Regions from separate parts of the Arachis hypogaea genome. Here region 2 is linked to region 1. The links are chromatin contacts, called in public Hi-C maps. All regions are on one chromosome and are shown on one strand. Each heading gives the region's core, a stretch centred on a gene start, on an enhancer-like site or on the middle of the called end of the contact. The rest is flanking DNA. Distances are from core to core; before and after follow the strand shown.

What was found. A called contact is a pair of places that touch in the nucleus more often than the background predicts.
Region 2: a Hi-C map of leaf shows a contact between it and region 1, with 2.4 times the contacts expected there. The contact joins the promoter of LOC112775788 here to the promoter of LOC112775796 in region 1. A contact is called at or near these places in 2 of 8 Hi-C or Micro-C datasets (leaf and an unstated tissue).

The regions. Positions count from the first base shown.
Region 1 is chr19:108,236,288-108,239,794 of arahy.Tifrunner.gnm2.J5K5, forward strand. LOC112775796 (eukaryotic translation initiation factor 6-2) reads right to left here and starts at 2,250. Exons shown (of 8, transcript XM_025819647.2): 1 at 1,682-2,250; 2 at 89-140. The coding sequence starts at 98.
Region 2 is chr19:108,564,505-108,568,272 of arahy.Tifrunner.gnm2.J5K5, forward strand. It overlaps LOC112775788 (notchless protein homolog), which reads right to left and starts at 1,577. Exons shown (of 16, transcript XM_072227162.1): 1 at 1,473-1,577; 2 at 1,123-1,301. It also overlaps the pseudogene LOC112781875.

The DNA.
Region 1 (3,507 bases), core at 1,000-3,499:
TGATGATCAAAGCGGTAACTGATATGATCAAACTATATACAAAATGAACGACTAAAGACAAGTGAAAATGTAATGACTCATCACTTACTAGTTGCCATGACAGAGATGAGAAAAATCTTTGCCCAACTGCAGCTAAGAATCTGCAGCAATAATATCTAGTTAGGTTCAAATGAAAAATAAAGCAATAAATAATAGCAATATGCACCTAAATGTAATCCAAAAACATATAGTAGAAGCCCTTTCTTTCTTCCCTTCCCTTTTTCTTTTGTTAACGTTGATGATCACAAGTCCTAGTATCCAAGAGCTTCAACTCTAACACTAGAACAACAACAACTATTGATGATTTTATTTCATATCAGCTACTTTAACTAGAGACCAAACCAATCCAACAAGATCAACAAGCTTGTATTGAATAGCAGCTGGAACATTCACAAATTAAACCTACTACTAAGCACCAACCACCAGATATTCATATTTCATATACATAAAGTTCAAATGAAAAATAATCCATTCACAAACATAGGGAAGAAGAAGAACAACAACAACAACCAGGCTATGATTATCTAGCTATAACAAAACAAGAAAATATTATAACTTCACACGCGAAGCTCCAAAATAAGCAAAGAAGAGCGCAGGGGTGGTTATGGTTTACCTAAACAGTGGAAGGTGGCGGAAGAGGTGGAGGGTAGGGCACCGCTATTGGGTACTTGGTATTTGATTTTTGATTTTTTAATTGCAAACGCGATAGCTATTTAAGGGCTTGTTTGGGGCAATATCTTGATAAAAAAATCTTTTTTTTAATAAAAAATATCTTTTTTTATTTTTTAAGTGTGTTTAACAAATTTTTAATAGTAAAAATAAAAATATTTAAAAAATAAAAATATCTTTTTTAAAAAATTGTAATTTATAATTTAAATTTTTTTTTTAAAAAAAAATATTTTTATGTAATAAATAAACAAAAAAATATTTTTATATTATTATACTTAAACATAATTGATAAATAAAAATATCTTTTTGTATGAGATACTCAAACATAAAATTATTTTTATTTTTCTATAAGACCTTTAAAAAAAGATAACTCGAAAAAAAAAAAATCTTTTTTTTTAAAAGCTTACCCAAATAAATTCTAAACCAAGGTTGCAAAAGTCGACCCAGTCAATAATCAAATAGAATGATTGGTTCAATAATTTAATGAATTCAACCAAAATTCAACCAAAATTCAGCCGACTTAATTAAATATAAGATAAAATTATTAAAAATTTAATATATAATTTATAACTAAAAGAAAATAAAAACATACGTAAATGACAGCACATAATATTTTACCACAAAAAAACATTAACAAATAAATTTTCATCTAAACGAAGACACTTATCATAATATCATCATCATAAATCATAATCACCAGTAAAGGTTCCAATATTATTTCAGAAACAGCAACAAATCATAATCATCACAAAATTTAACAAAACAGCAACAACATTATTCCAGAAAATCAGCGACAAACACTATTCCAAAAAATCAGCAACAACATAATGACAAAATTATTTTAGAAAATTTAACAAAAAAAAACCCATAACCATCATCCATCAAAATTTAACAAAATAAGCAAAAATGAACAAATACAGAAAAATCAGCAACTCAGAACAGTAAAATTAACAAAATCAGCAGCTTTGCTTACGGCGTCGAGGAAGGAAGGAAAGTAACGGCGATGGAGAAGGAAAGTGAGCTCGGACAGAGAGAAGGGGGCTCGAAGACAGAGGCTTGACGAGAGAGAGAGAGAGGGGGGGAGAGGGCTCGACGACGAGGACGGAGACACGAGTTCAGGGCGGCCGACGACAACGAGGACAGAGGCGGGTTTGACGACGAGGACAGAGATTTCGACGCCAACAGCAGCTCAGAGCAGACCTTCTGGCGACGCGAGGAGAAGAGGATCGGCAACAGCGGGACTGGGGCGCTGGCTGCTCCTGCTGCTAGGGTTCCGTTTGAGAGAGAAGAGAAAAGAGGGGGCGGGGTTTATGATTAGTGATGATATTTTTTAGAACTATGATTTAAACACAGCTTCCACGGTAGCGGCTTTCTGATTAGTCATGATATTTTTATTTTTCCTTGTCATGCACGCATTAGTATAGTTGGTGTAGGCCCCAAAATCCATTGTCAAGCAGTGCTAGCTCATAGTAGTGGTGGCAAAGCTAGTAACCCGTCTCGCTCTATCAAGGCCGTTGGGCTCAAAAGTCAGAATACTAGTCTATTTTATTGTATGGTGACTCGGTAGACTTAGTCTGCTTAATTTTTTTCAAAAAAATTAATAAAATTAATTAAAAAATAATAATAAAAAATTTAAATAAAAATAATTAAGTTATAATATAATTTTTTATTATTTTTTAATTTTTAACTTTAATAAAATTATTTAAAATAATATCTTTTAATAAAAATATTTTTATTTTAAAAAATAAGTCACATAATTTATATATATATATATATGAAAATATAAGATAAAATAAATAAAATTAATAATTAAAAAATATGTTTAAAAATTATATAATTAATAATTTTTGTAGTACGTACTAATCACTCTTTTATTTTATAAAAAAACTAAAATAAAATTATCTTTCATTCAATGGGCCTGCTCCGCCCTGCCAAAACTCGCGAATGGCGGTGCAGGTTTGACAGATTTTTTATTTGGCGAATTTTATATTCTAACCTGATTTGCCTTTTTAGTGGGTTGGCTCGGCGAGTTTGACTCATTTTGCCGCCCCTCTTTACTCCTTATCTTTTTTTAATTTAGACAACTTACACCTTAACGATTGAAAAATGATAATTCGCTCTCCTATTCTCCTTTTTTGCTATACACATAAGCCTTTCTATCAAAATCTCCAAAATAAAAAAAGGTGTAAAATGCTTACATGTGACGTTAACTTGTATGACCTAGTATTCACCTGTTCTATATGGATGATAACATTGAATTGAGACTCTTTATCTACCATAATCAAAATGATATTGCAGAGATTTCAATCAAATTATTATCATTTATGTAAGACTGATGAAAGCCAAATTATACAAATTATGTCACACATAAATATTTTTTGTCATCCTTTGCAACACAAAAGAGCTCATGCATCTAATAAAAAAAGATAGAACCGAAAAAATATTTTACTCTACACTATATTATAAAAGTTAACAAACAAAAAAATAATTCATCAACTCATTTCCCCTTTAGACTAGCTACTAACCCCCTTTCACCTAGGAAATAAAAAAAATTATTATTACAAAAGTAAATTTAGTTTAAATCATATTAAATTAAGAAACAAAATAAAAAAAACATGTACAATAAAGATTTACATCTATAGATTACGGGTTAGAAAGTAAATATTAAAAATTATGAAATCAAAGAGATGTGATGAGTAAGAAGGATATTGAGAGAAAAGAAATATTGGGAGAGTTGAGATTCCAAAAGTGAGAATCACAGGTTTGGTTTTGAAGGAGAATAGAGATGAAGACTAAAGC
Region 2 (3,768 bases), core at 327-2,826, 330 kb after region 1:
TCTCCAAAATACACCCACTCTCAACAAATCTTCTTTGCTCTTCTCATCTTTTTCCTTTCTTTCCTTCCTTTGTTGGTTGGAGTTTTTGAAAATGGTGTTTTATCAAACAATTAGAACTTGTTTGAAATATTTGGAATTAGAATTCACTCAAGAATTGAATTCTTTTTCTTGTTTTGGAACAATTAAAAATAAATGGTTTACATTCCTTTGAGAAATTCAATTCTTATTTTTTCTTCATTTGTAAATCAGACCAAAAGGGGTCTGATTTCTAAATTAACTCTCACACTCTTCAAACTTAAAGTCTATTCTATTAATATATTATAATCATTTGAAATCATGAAATTGAGTTTCAAATAGAAATGAATTCTTTTCTTAAAGGAAATAGAATTATTTTCTCATGTTAAATGGTTTCCAAACAAGCTTTTAGGTAGCGTTTGTTTTGAGGTACTGGGACGGAGACCGAGAGACTGAAACTCAGCATCTTGTTTGTTGGCCCAGAGACTGATACTAAAATTTCTGTCTCTCTCCCCAAAATTTTAATATTTTAGTACTTTCAAAAAGTGAGGACACAGGTGACTGAAATTTTTAAGGACGGAGACTGAAACATAAAATTTTATACCTAAAATATCCCCATTTCAATTAATTAATTCTAACTTCATTCTTTGTGCAAATTAAATTAGAACTTCATTTTTATTTCAATCTCTCTCTCTCTCTCACTTTACACAAAACACAATATTGGGACTTAGTTCAGTCTCTGTTTCTCAGTCTCTATCTCTCTTTCAAACGCTACCTTAGGAAACAAGATCCGGACAACGACAAGCCCCCTGTAAAGAGACAGGGGAAGAAGTTTTACAAAGGAATTAGACAACATTCATGGGAAAAATGGGCGGTGAAGATTTACGATCCCAAACAAAATATTTGTCTTTGGTTCGAAACCTTCGACACCACAGAGGAAGCTAGGGTCTACAACATAAATGCTACCGGTTTGAGGGGAATAAGAGTGCATATCTGAAAATTAGGGTTAATGGCAAGATTAAATTGAATTGGAAAATAAAATTTTCAATTAGACTTTATTTTTAACTAATTAAAAAAGACAGTTTAATAATTAGGTTTAGATGTTACCATATCAAAAGACAATAGCCACTTAGTATCGTTCTCATCCGAGAATTATTCCGGCAAGTTTACAAACACATACGAGCGTCCTATTTTTGCTGGCACTTGTAAAACCACGGCAACGAGCACTAAGATGGTCAGGTTCCCAGATATCCCAGTAATCCATTTCTTGTGTCCCTGCATTTATACTGATTAAAAGCATTAATCAATACTTAATTCATTCTTTTTTTTTCTCTTTGCATTAATAAACTTAGAATCACTAATGAAGAGATAGAATAGTAGAATGTAATTCAATACTTTTATAAATTAAAAGCATAATGATACTTCAACAACAAATAATGCAAAGAAAAATGACTGACAAATAATAAAGAGTCGAGGGAATAACATGCAGCCACACAAGCTCAAGAGATAGAAATCTATTGATATTCTAAAAAAAAAATTGAGTGACAAATAATAAAGAGCTTAGGGAATAATATGCAGCCCCACAAACCCAAGAAATAAAAATCTGTTAGATATTCTAAAAACTTGCGACAAACACATTATATTGTTGCCTAATAGAAATCTATGTATTTCTTTGACTTTTCTGTTTCTTTTAGTAATGATAGGATGACTAAGGATTCATTTTTAGTTTACTTATTTAGTATCAGACACATCGCCTGATTATCTTGACTCTCACACTTCATCTTACTGTGATTATTCGTGAGTAAATACACAAGGAATGATTTATGAAATATTTCTTATTTAATTTTTCTTCTTTTACCCGCAAATGACATTGGATGGGATGAAGGAATGACATGGATCACAAAACTCAACTCCCTAACATATTTTAACTCCCGTTAGACTTTCAAAGAACCTGTCCTTGACAACCTAGATCAAAAGGATGAAAACTGAACGAAACCACCACACAAATTACCTTAGTGTTAAATCTTTCAATCTTCTTCATGCATCAAGCAAAGTAAATCACTCACTTTACTTAATCACACAATAAAAACATGCTAAAAGCAATGAAAAATTTATTCATCAAAAGTTATGTAAATGGTCCACCAAAGGTGTTTAAATAGGCCCCTAAAAAACTAAAAAAGATAAGATAAGATTTTGAAATTTAAATCAGATTTGATCTTTAATGGATTAGATCAGATTTGATTTAAATTTTAAATTTAAAAAAAAATACTACTAAACAAATCAAATCTAAACAAATCTTCTAACAAACTCTAACTGCAAAACAAATTAAAACAAAGGCCTAAATTTTCAAAATTTAATGATAAATTATGCTTTTCACTGAATTTGAAAAGCATTATTGGGTTTTTTGCTGTTCTGACTAACGTTAATTTTACCTATTTTTTAAAAAAAATAAATTATTTTTACAAAAATACCCTTTAATAAAAATTTTATTTATTTGTGATTAAATTTTATTTTTCAAAATACCCTTTAACACTATTGATTAAATTGTATTTATACTAAAATATTTTTAAAAAAATTTAGAAAAATCTTTTAAAAAAAGCCATGTATAAAAGGAGAAGCATGAACAACCTTTAGAAGTCACCGTGATCCTCCAAAGACAACCTTCAGAAGCAAAATGATTGTCATTTGTGTTTTTGAAAAAAATAATTTGATCATTAAAAAAAATAATATCTTATAAAAATATAATTTAATCATTAAATTTTTTTAAAAAAAAATTTTAATAAAAATACAATTTAATCAATAAAAAAATTATTAAATTTTTTTTTGATAAATATAATTTAATCACAAAAAAATAAAATTTTACTAAAAGATATTTTTATAAAAATAATTTTTTTAAAAAATAAATAAAATTAACGTTAGTATAACGCAAGAAATTTAAAATAAATTAAAAAAATTTACAAATAGAGAGGAGAGATATATAATTTCTCATTCTTAAAATATCGAAAATATCAGGCCAACTTCCTGTTTACCATCCTTAGTAAACCCCAACGTCTAAAGAGAATATACCTTTTGAACTGATTTAGCGGGGGTGCGTCAAGCCCTAGCTGTATTTAGGGGTGTTCATGGGTCGGGTAAAACTGGATTTGTCCTGACCCAGACCCGACTCTAAATATATACCGGATTTATTTTTTAGACCATAACCCGACTTTAGACCCAATAAAACCTAAACATTTTCGGGCCACAACTATACTGGGTTCAAATCGGGTGAAAACCGGGTCTTTAAAGTTTTAACAATAATTTATAAAGAAACTTTATGATGCACTTATTTATAAAGAAGAAACTTGTTACCGAAAAGTTGATATCCATATTTGAACTTGAATTTGTCCATAAATTATAATTTAATGCTTCTTTGATCTATTTTCTAATTCAACAAGTGTGATTAAAAATAAAACAATAAATTTATAATTAATATAACATAATATTAAAATTAATTTAATATATATATATATATATATATATATATATATATATATATATATATATATCTTTTTTAGTTCCCTTAGGGTGCACATGGATTGGATGAAGCCGGGTTCGCTTTGACCCCGTCTCAAATAATAACCGGATCTATTTTTGAGACCCTTACTCGACCCTAAACCTAGTAAAATCATGCCAAATTAACCCCCTAAAATATTCGAGACCGGACCGAGTCTTCGAGTTGGACCGGACCGTGTGCACCCCTAGCTGTAATGTAAG